3 separate regions of the Mus musculus genome follow, and all the other regions are linked to region 1. Evidence: chromatin contacts called from public Hi-C and HiChIP or PLAC-seq data. All regions are on one chromosome and are shown on one strand. Each heading gives the region's core, a stretch centred on a gene start, on an enhancer-like site or on the middle of the called end of the contact. The rest is flanking DNA. Distances are from core to core; before and after follow the strand shown.

The links. A called contact is a pair of places that touch in the nucleus more often than the background predicts. HiChIP or PLAC-seq counts read pairs in DNA pulled down with a chosen protein or histone mark.
Region 2: a Hi-C map of erythroblasts shows a contact between it and region 1, with 2.4 times the contacts expected there. The contact joins the enhancer-like site here to the promoter of 6430573P05Rik in region 1. A contact is called at or near these places in 2 of 484 Hi-C or Micro-C datasets (Th2 cells and erythroblasts), 7 of 115 datasets of contacts at active chromatin or transcription factors (the SCID.adh cell line, bone marrow-derived macrophages, embryonic limb bud and 4 more) and 3 of 9 other capture datasets (adipose tissue, liver and pancreatic islet).
Region 3: an H3K4me3 HiChIP or PLAC-seq map of neural tube shows a contact between it and region 1, with 2.4 times the contacts expected there. The contact joins the enhancer-like site here to the promoter of 6430573P05Rik in region 1. A contact is called at or near these places in 1 of 39 promoter capture datasets (embryonic stem cells), 6 of 484 Hi-C or Micro-C datasets (the AML12 cell line, cumulus cells, liver and 1 more), 16 of 115 datasets of contacts at active chromatin or transcription factors (the 230-238 cell line, the SCID.adh cell line, T-cell acute lymphoblastic leukemia and 10 more) and 1 of 9 other capture datasets (liver).

What each region holds. Positions count from the first base shown.
Region 1 is chr3:79,285,527-79,288,208 of GRCm38.p6, forward strand. It overlaps 6430573P05Rik (RIKEN cDNA 6430573P05 gene), which reads left to right and starts at 1,329. Exons shown (of 2, transcript NR_165170.1): 1 at 1,329-2,283. It also overlaps a transcript of Rapgef2 not described here.
Region 2 is chr3:79,530,528-79,533,209 of GRCm38.p6, forward strand. All of the region lies in intron 1 of Fnip2 (folliculin interacting protein 2), which reads right to left. Among named protein-coding and RNA genes, the nearest start is that of Gm36442, 20 kb to the left of the region's middle. Within about 2 kb of position 1,379, at least 78 of the 459 cell types and tissues checked have an H3K27ac peak or open chromatin away from gene starts, as enhancers often do. A contact at or near this core is called in the SCID.adh cell line, bone marrow-derived macrophages, erythroblasts and 1 more, where this site is marked.
Region 3 is chr3:79,415,848-79,418,529 of GRCm38.p6, forward strand. All of the region lies in intron 2 of Gm17359 (predicted gene, 17359), which reads left to right. Among named protein-coding and RNA genes, the nearest start is that of Gm17359, 72 kb to the left of the region's middle. Within about 2 kb of position 1,379, at least 39 of the 459 cell types and tissues checked have an H3K27ac peak or open chromatin away from gene starts, as enhancers often do. A contact at or near this core is called in embryonic forebrain, neural tube and stem cell-derived neural progenitor cells, where this site is marked.

The sequences.
Region 1 (2,682 bases), core at 79-2,578:
AGCAAAGCAACTTTTGTCAAGTATCGGATCCTCGCTGTTTTTGCTGGCCCCAAGGATCTGTAGATCTTCTTTGCCTGCAGGGTTGGCAAGCAGGATCGCCTGTAGTCGCCATCCCAACATTTAGGAATCTACGTCATGTAGCCAGTAAGCAACGGAAATCAAACCACATTTTTTATAACACTCCTCCCTCGCTAATCCAATCTAAGAAAAATCAAATCTAACCCACCAGCTATCCCTCCGTTTAAAAATAAAAAAAAAAACCTGAGGATAAACAATTGTATAAACGTTAACCACTCATCTAATTTTGACCATATTGTGCAAACCGAAAGAATCTGCCCTGCGAAGAAGACGGAGTCGAATACGCCTGTTCTGCACTTACATCTACAATTGGAATGAAAAGCGCTGGCCTGTCAACTTTTTCCTTTCGATGGATAACAACATTCCTCTTTCAAGAAAGTAAAGTAGTAACTAAAGACAGGCTTTCACTTTACAAGGCCCACCTAGGCCAGTCAGTTCATCGCACAACCCTGCAAGTTCCTGCTTACAGCTCATTAAACACCCCTAAACTCTAAAGATGGGATACATGCAAGAGAGTAACTGAGCCTGCAGTCAGGGTGACAAGAGTACCCGGCCGAGAGGAGCTGAGACCTGACCCCAAGACTCAACCCCAAGGAGTGTGGCCGGAGAAAGGCATACCCTATAGACAACTAGTCCCGCAAAGGCGCAGGCAAGGTCAGCTACGGGGAGCGCAACGAAAAGGACAGCAGAGGAGAGGGCAGCAATCGCAGAACAGTCTGAAAAGAATGCCCTTGGAAGTTGGGGCAGGGAAGGTCCTGGATGGGGGAAATGGGATGCTTCCCCAGCAGAGGAGTGCCGGGGCACTGGAAGGGCGCAGTCTGCAGACACCAACCCCACGGCGGGTGGCGGCGCGTCTCACCTGGGGGGTCCTCTCGGCGGGGTTCTTCATCACCGCTTGGCGGAAGCTATTATCCACGTAGGACGCCATCTCCCCCTGCGGGGCGCACCGGGTCCGCTCCACACACTCGCCGGCCTCCCGGCCCAGCGCCACTGCCCGAGGCAAACCAGCCCAGGCGCGGGGCCGGGGCGCAGACAGCACGAAAGGTCCGTGCAGCCCGGAGCTGCCCTCCTCCTCCTCGCGGCTTGCTGTCCGTAGACTCGGACTCAGCGACTGCCCGGCAGCGCTCCCGATCGGTCGCGGATCGCGCTGGCCCCGGCGGGCCGAGTTATTTTTAGGGAGGTGCAAGCGACGGCGGGCGGAGCCTCTCCGGCGGGGCCCTGGCTCTACCCGCTCCGGCCGCGCTCGCTCTGACGCGTCCCGGGTCCTCGCGCGCCGGTCGAGAGGGAGGGCCGCGCGCTGAGCCTGGTGAGCCCGGCTCAGGTCTGGGAGCCACCGAGCCCGCTGGCCTCGGCCGCCGTGGCCGCGCCGCGCCTCCGTCTACTGTCGGCCGCGCCTCCCGACTGCTGCTGCATCCCCGCGGGCCGCGCAGCTCCAGCCGCCCGCCCCCATCGGCGCCTGAGCGCGGCTGCTCCCCGCGCGGCCCCCGCGCTCTAGGCAACTTTGTGCGTCGTCCGTGCGGCGGGCGGGCGCGGCGGGCCAGACACGGGTCCCCGGCGGGCGCGAGGCCGAGAGCGGAGCGCGCAGCCCCGCCAAGCGTCTGCTGAACGGCGACCGCCTCCTCTTCCCCGCCTCTTCCTTCTCCTGCGCCTCGGCGGCCGCCGGAGCCACTCTTCAGGGAGGAAGCGGCCTCCGGGGCTTGTTGCTTTGTGCTGCAACCATGGTGAGGAGTGAGTGACGGGCCGGGGGCCAGTCGGAGGCCGCCGCATCATCGGGGGCGGAGCGCCCCGTGGCGCCGGCCCGCCCCATCGCTGGCCTGGCGGGGCCGCGCCCTCGCTGAGAGCCGCGTTCTGCCGGGGCCAGGTGCGGTGGGAGCCAGGACAGCCGGGGCTGTTGCGATCGTTGATCCCATAGCTGAGCGGCCGCACCCCGACTCTCTGGCCTAGACCCCACATCCCAGGCCTTGCGGCACGTCTCCCGCCTCTTCCCGGGCTGGAAGCTGACCCCACCCGGGAGAGGTCCCTGTGAGGACTCGGCTGCAGTGGCAGGTCTTCCCAAAGCTTAGGGCTGACTGGGATTTTGCTTCGGTGGCAACATTAACCATCCTTGGATTCTGTTTATTTGTAGTGACTGCAAGGACAACGTTGCTCTCCTACCTTCCGCGCTCACTGACATCTAAACCCTTAAATGACTCCTGCGTTAGTCAGGTAGGAATGTGGCTTTCCAACTCCAGACCTGGTATCACATCGGACAAGAAAACACCAGGTCAGCCCGTTGTAATCTAGAGGCCAAGACAGCAAGTTCTCTGACATAATCAAGAATGAATAATCCTAGGTCGGACTTTGCCTTCCACTGGGCAGAGCACCTTCTCAGGATCGCGAGTTTCCAATCCAGACTTGCCCGGTACAAAGCCCATATTAGTGTGTTAAGATGTCCCTGCTCTTGGGAGTTCATCCCTTCCTGACCAGGCTTGAGGTGTGCAGCGTCAGCCTCAAAGAAGATTGCAGTGTTTGAAGTCTGTGTGGAGACTAAAGACAATTGTTATTCAAACTTAAAAACCTTTTTTTCAAGCATATTTTTCGATATCCAGTTTATTATTGTAAGCA
Region 2 (2,682 bases), core at 129-2,628, 250 kb after region 1:
CAGTCAGCCCTGGGGCTGCCTCCCAGAGGTGGAGCTCCACTTCCCCACCACTCAACCCTTCTTTCCTGACAGGAGCAGGTAAGAGCACACGTATCACAGTGCCATCCTCAGGGTCCTCATGGTCCTCACCCTTCATGACCTTCATGACCTCTTGCTCTATGAACAGGTGCCTTTGGAAGAGCAGAGAGCATGTGAACCACTCTTGGGAAATGACCGTCGGAATTAAGTTCCACTACTAGAGAAGTTCTTCCAGAGTACATAAAGGGGCTGGGAGACATGGCTCTGTGGTTAAGAGCATTGGCTGCTCTTCCAGAGGGTCCAGGTTCAATTCCCAGAAGCTATGTGGTAGCTCAAAACCATCTTTAATTCCAGTTCTAGAAGATCTGACGTCCTCTGGCCTTCCTGGCACCAGGCATGTAAGTGGTGCACAGAAATACAAACAGACAAAACAACCTATACATATAAATAGAATAAATACATCTAAAAAGTATATAAAGTAACTAGAAAGAATATAACAGGTCCAACTGTGCTCCTTATGGCCAACCTCGCTATTCAAGTTAGTTTGTCATACACATCCTTTTCACAAAAGGCATTTTCCAGAGTCGAACCAGGTTCTCCCTCAGCAGCTGGCTTCAGCACTCCCACAAAGCAGGTCTCCAGTCCTTGCCTGTCCTCTGGTCCTCTGTGTGCTAAGTTAAAGCTCAGAGCTTTACCTTTTGCCTTATAAAGCTCAGCGTTCCAAAAGAGGACACAATCGATTCCACACAAGTTGGCCCCAGCAGAGGTAATGAACACTTAAGAAGTTAAGATAGTGACAGACTCCTAAGAGCCACTACAGATACCTGTGCCTACCTACATCTTTTCTACAGAGGAAAGGACTTGTTTCTACAAGTCACCAATAACTACATTTCTCCTACGTAAAGCATTCTTGAAAACATAATTCAAATCAATAAAGCTTCTTAGAGTCCCGTGTGGTTAGTATTTTCCAGACTGAAACAGAACTAAACATTCATACCTGTGGTTGAGCACTGTGGAATTTGTGTCGCGTCCTCCTCTGGCACATTTTGGAATCTTTGCACATACAAGTGTCTTGAAAATCCTCCCAGCACCACAAGTGGTATCGGTCAGACATCTGGCTGACTCCTGTTGGCCTACTGGCCAGTTTGTGCTGTCTGCTGTACCACCACACATCTCCTGAGGGCATAGATGCTCTTCAGTTGATCCTGACCAGCAGTGTGGACTAGCCCACTCTGTAAAGTTCCTTCATTATCTGAAGGATATGCCACGGTGACGAGCAGCAGCTCCAGACTAAAGACCATTTCCCTCCAAGCACAGCACGTGAGCCCAGCTACTACTAACTTCCTCTTTTGGGAGCTTAAAAAAAGGGATGTTCATTCATCATGCAAATGAAGCCCAGGATGACTTCTAGAAGCGGATGTGCTCTCAGTAAACCCATAATAAAGTAGACAAGTACAAATCTCTCCCTGCTTTTTCTCCGCCTGCACTCAAGTGCACTCAACAGGTCCAGCAGCTTGCACTGACTCACACCATCTGCATCTCGAGCTGAGTTTACAAGCAGCCCTGCCTTCACTAGTCACGAGCCCAGCTCATGTGGCTCTGGGTAAACCTTCAGCTGCAAGGTTGCTCTGACATTGGCCGCACCACCCTCTTAATGGTTCTCATGTGAGTAAGTATCAGCTGACAGCTTCTACTCCACAACCTTGCAAAACTCTGTCCACAGTGAGTGAAGGATGGCTACCCACAAGAGTCGAATGGAGATCTTAATATGTAGAAGGAGACGTGTGGGATGAGAAGCAGAGCTGGGGCACACTCTGGCCATGGTATGAGTGGGGATGGGGGAAAGTAATGATGATGAGAGGCAACTGATGGTAAAAAGCCTTCTAACTCTTGCATTTGAATTCCTGGGCTTATTCAAGCTGAGAAAGCCCTGAATTACCAGAGCCCTAGAACAGTGCTAGCTTCTGACATCAACATAGCTCACCTGGATATGGGAGTGTTAGGAGATAAATTTGAGCTGGTGATCCCCTAAACACAGGTCAAGGCTAGAAACCAACAGCAGAGTGATGATACCAATTCCTTTTGCCTGGAATTAGGTTGAAGAAAGTACTACTGGGTCCATCCCTAAGGTGAGGTGAACCATTGGCTGGCTCTATGGTCTTAGTCCTAAAAGTATCTTTATAAATTACCCACTAATTTAAGGTAAGGAAAACTAGGGATGCCAGGCCCAGACCTCAGTTGATTTAAGACATTTTACATGCCGTACATTGGACCGGAACCCGCCACCCTCCATGAACTTAAAAAAAAAAAAAAAAAAAAAAAAAAAAAAAAGACTTCCCAAGTTTCAGATTGCAACACACCTATGACAATGAATTTTCTTCTCTGTGGCAACTGCTAAACTGATGGTGTGAAGACAGACCTAGAGTAGGAGAGAACGAATTCCTTTTTGCACGAAGTTTTGACCCCCGGGCACAAACTGGCCATGGGTTCTTTTTTACCTTTCAACTGTCTAAAATAACTCAAAAAAAACAAAAACAAAAAAAAAACAAACAAACAGGGAACATCCAAATATTATGAAAATTAGTTCCAGTTTAAGGGACAGGACAGCTGGAGGACACAAATGGCCTACAGCATCTCCCAGTCATCTGATGCTCAGACCAAACT
Region 3 (2,682 bases), core at 129-2,628, 130 kb after region 1:
CTCCTAACCACACAACTCATTTAACCTTCCATGTTATATCAGGTCTCATGCCCCTTAACTTTACAGCCTCTTTGTCAAAAAGTTTAGGGTCTTCAAGAGGTCTGGTTAAGTTAGGCCCACTGAGTCTCTCTCTCTCTCTCTCTCTCTCTCTCTCTCTCTCTCTCTCTCTCTCTCTCTCTCTCTCTCTCTCTCATGTGTGTGTGTGTGGTACTTGGAGAGTAAACTTACAGCTCAAACATGATGTTAGGCAAGTATTCATTAACACAGCTCCATTCCAGTCTGTTTTCAACTTTTTGTCTGGGGCCAAGGTCTCACTAAGTTGTTTATACTAGCCTAGGCACTCTGCAGCCTAGGCAGAAGTAGAAATTATGATTCTCCTGCCTCAGCCCCCTAAGTAACTGGCATTACAAGCCTACCACACTAGGCAAATCTTTTTAAAATTCAAAGGATTTTTAGAGTCTTGATTATACTTTAAAAAGAAATCCCTCACCAGCAATCCCCTGAATCACTTGATTGAATATCTGGGGGAAAAAAGTATGTTTACTAGAAAATGAGAATTCTGGGGACTATTGGACCTCTGCCTACCACAGGATTAATGGCCAACCCTCAGAGCACTGTTCTCTGGATCGAGAGGTAGGTGTGCCTCATGCTGGCATAGTATTTCTTGTAGCAGGGCTTAACAAATGGCATCTAGTGGCATTAATGTTTCTCTCTACCTGTATTTCAAAACTATATAGTGTTATAAGCACAGTAAAAACTACAATAGAATGTGCACACTACTTGAATAAAGACAGAAAGTAGCTATTGTGGCTCCATAGTTAACAGACTCACAAAACCCAGTGATCACTGCTTATTTAAAGTTGATTTATTTGTCCAAATTATTTAAAACTATGCAGTCAAACAACAACGACAAAAACATTCACGTCAGATCTCAAGCTTATCTGTAACAGGGCATAGAACGAAATGTGAATCAATCTCTCTCTCTCTCTCTCTCTCTCTCTCTCTCTCTCTCTCTCTCTCTCTCTCTCTCCCTCGATAAAAATGCATCACAGAATCCAAGCCTTAAACACTGACATTTTCCAGAAACAATTGTTTTGTTTCAACCCTTGCTCTGAATATAAAATGAATACTTCAGATGCCCCACTCCTGCAAAGACCTTTCTGCCTTTCTTGATTCAATAATTCCACTCTAAAATAGGCAACATTATGCAGTTTAGTGGCCCAGTCACAACAATGCGGGTGCTTGCCACTGGCTGTGGGAAGAAAGACACCGAAGGGGTTAACTGGAATATTTTGCAAATTGAGGCAAGAAGGGAACAAATCCATTAGCATAACAAAAGGTAGCCTGAGGGGCTTTTTCCACTGTGCTGTTTGGTACTAAGAGCCCAGTGTTAGCAAGGAAGGAGGCTGGAGAAGAAAACCTTAGTGTGTACACATTCTTGAAATACATTGCATTGTGTCTGCTTTACTGATGAAAAAGCCCATAGTTACAGAAATGGATAACATGGTCCTTTCCAGTAAGGAAAGCTAAATCAGATACCCTCTCAACAGCATTGGGGAACATCAGAACAAAGCCAGGATCCCTCTAAACAATCCCAAAGATCACCTGAGAACGGCAGTAGTGCTCTAGAGGTGGGCTGTGGGAAAAGGGGAGGCCCTAAGCAATGGCTGTCCAATAGAGCTAGCCCCAGATGGATGCAATTAATTTAATCCAATTTTAGCAGATTTTATTCATTCAGAAAATGTGTCTGGCTCACAGTTGCGAGATGTAATTAGCAGGCATTTCATTTTTAGTAATACCTAGACTTATTTAAACATGGCTTCATAGTAAATGTCTAATTTGAACCTATAATTATATTTGGTAATTGAAAATGTTAGAGGATATGTAAAAGTTTCTCTCACTGACTTCCTTAAAATATTATTTCTTGGTGGACTGTATAAACATTTTAGATTCTTGCTTATTTACTTGTAGTTCTGGGATGAAATGCAGGCCCTTGTGCCTATTAGGCAAGTGCTCTACCTCTGAGTTACATCCCCAGCTGAACTAATCTATCGATCAATATTTTCCTTATGAATAATGGACCAATATACATGTGATTGTGAATCCATTAGGTTTAACACCTCAGTGAGTATCGCTGCTCAAATAAATCATGGTATATTTTGTTAATTAAAATACAAAAAGGTAGGCTTTATTTCAGATAATATAGCAGTTCAACATTAACACATGGAGGTCTAAGAGACGTGGAAAAAAGATATTTTTTAGTATTTCCTAAGGAGATTTATGTTTTTGTTATTAAACATAGAGTAGCAAAAAAAAAATCAAAGAAGTTCATCCAAGTCTGAATATATTTGTCCAAAGACGATGATAAAATTATTTATGAATTAGTAGGTAAATCCAGTTTTCAGGGACTTAATTTTATGCTAGGAATAACCTATGCCATGACCTTTCCACCGTTTTCAGAGCACTACTTAGACATTTTCTGTTGACTGATGGATGAATCTATGACCCATCCTTTGTACACGCGTTTTCTGTGTGAGAGGCCAGGCTGCCATTTTGGGTTACGTGAGCAAACAGGTAGCTTACAGAAACAGCGCGTACAACAATTACGGAGGCAGCCTGCAAAGTCACTCTAAGTCAAAGCCTGGGCAAGAGCAGGAGGAGAGGGAGAACGTCTGGGGTTGC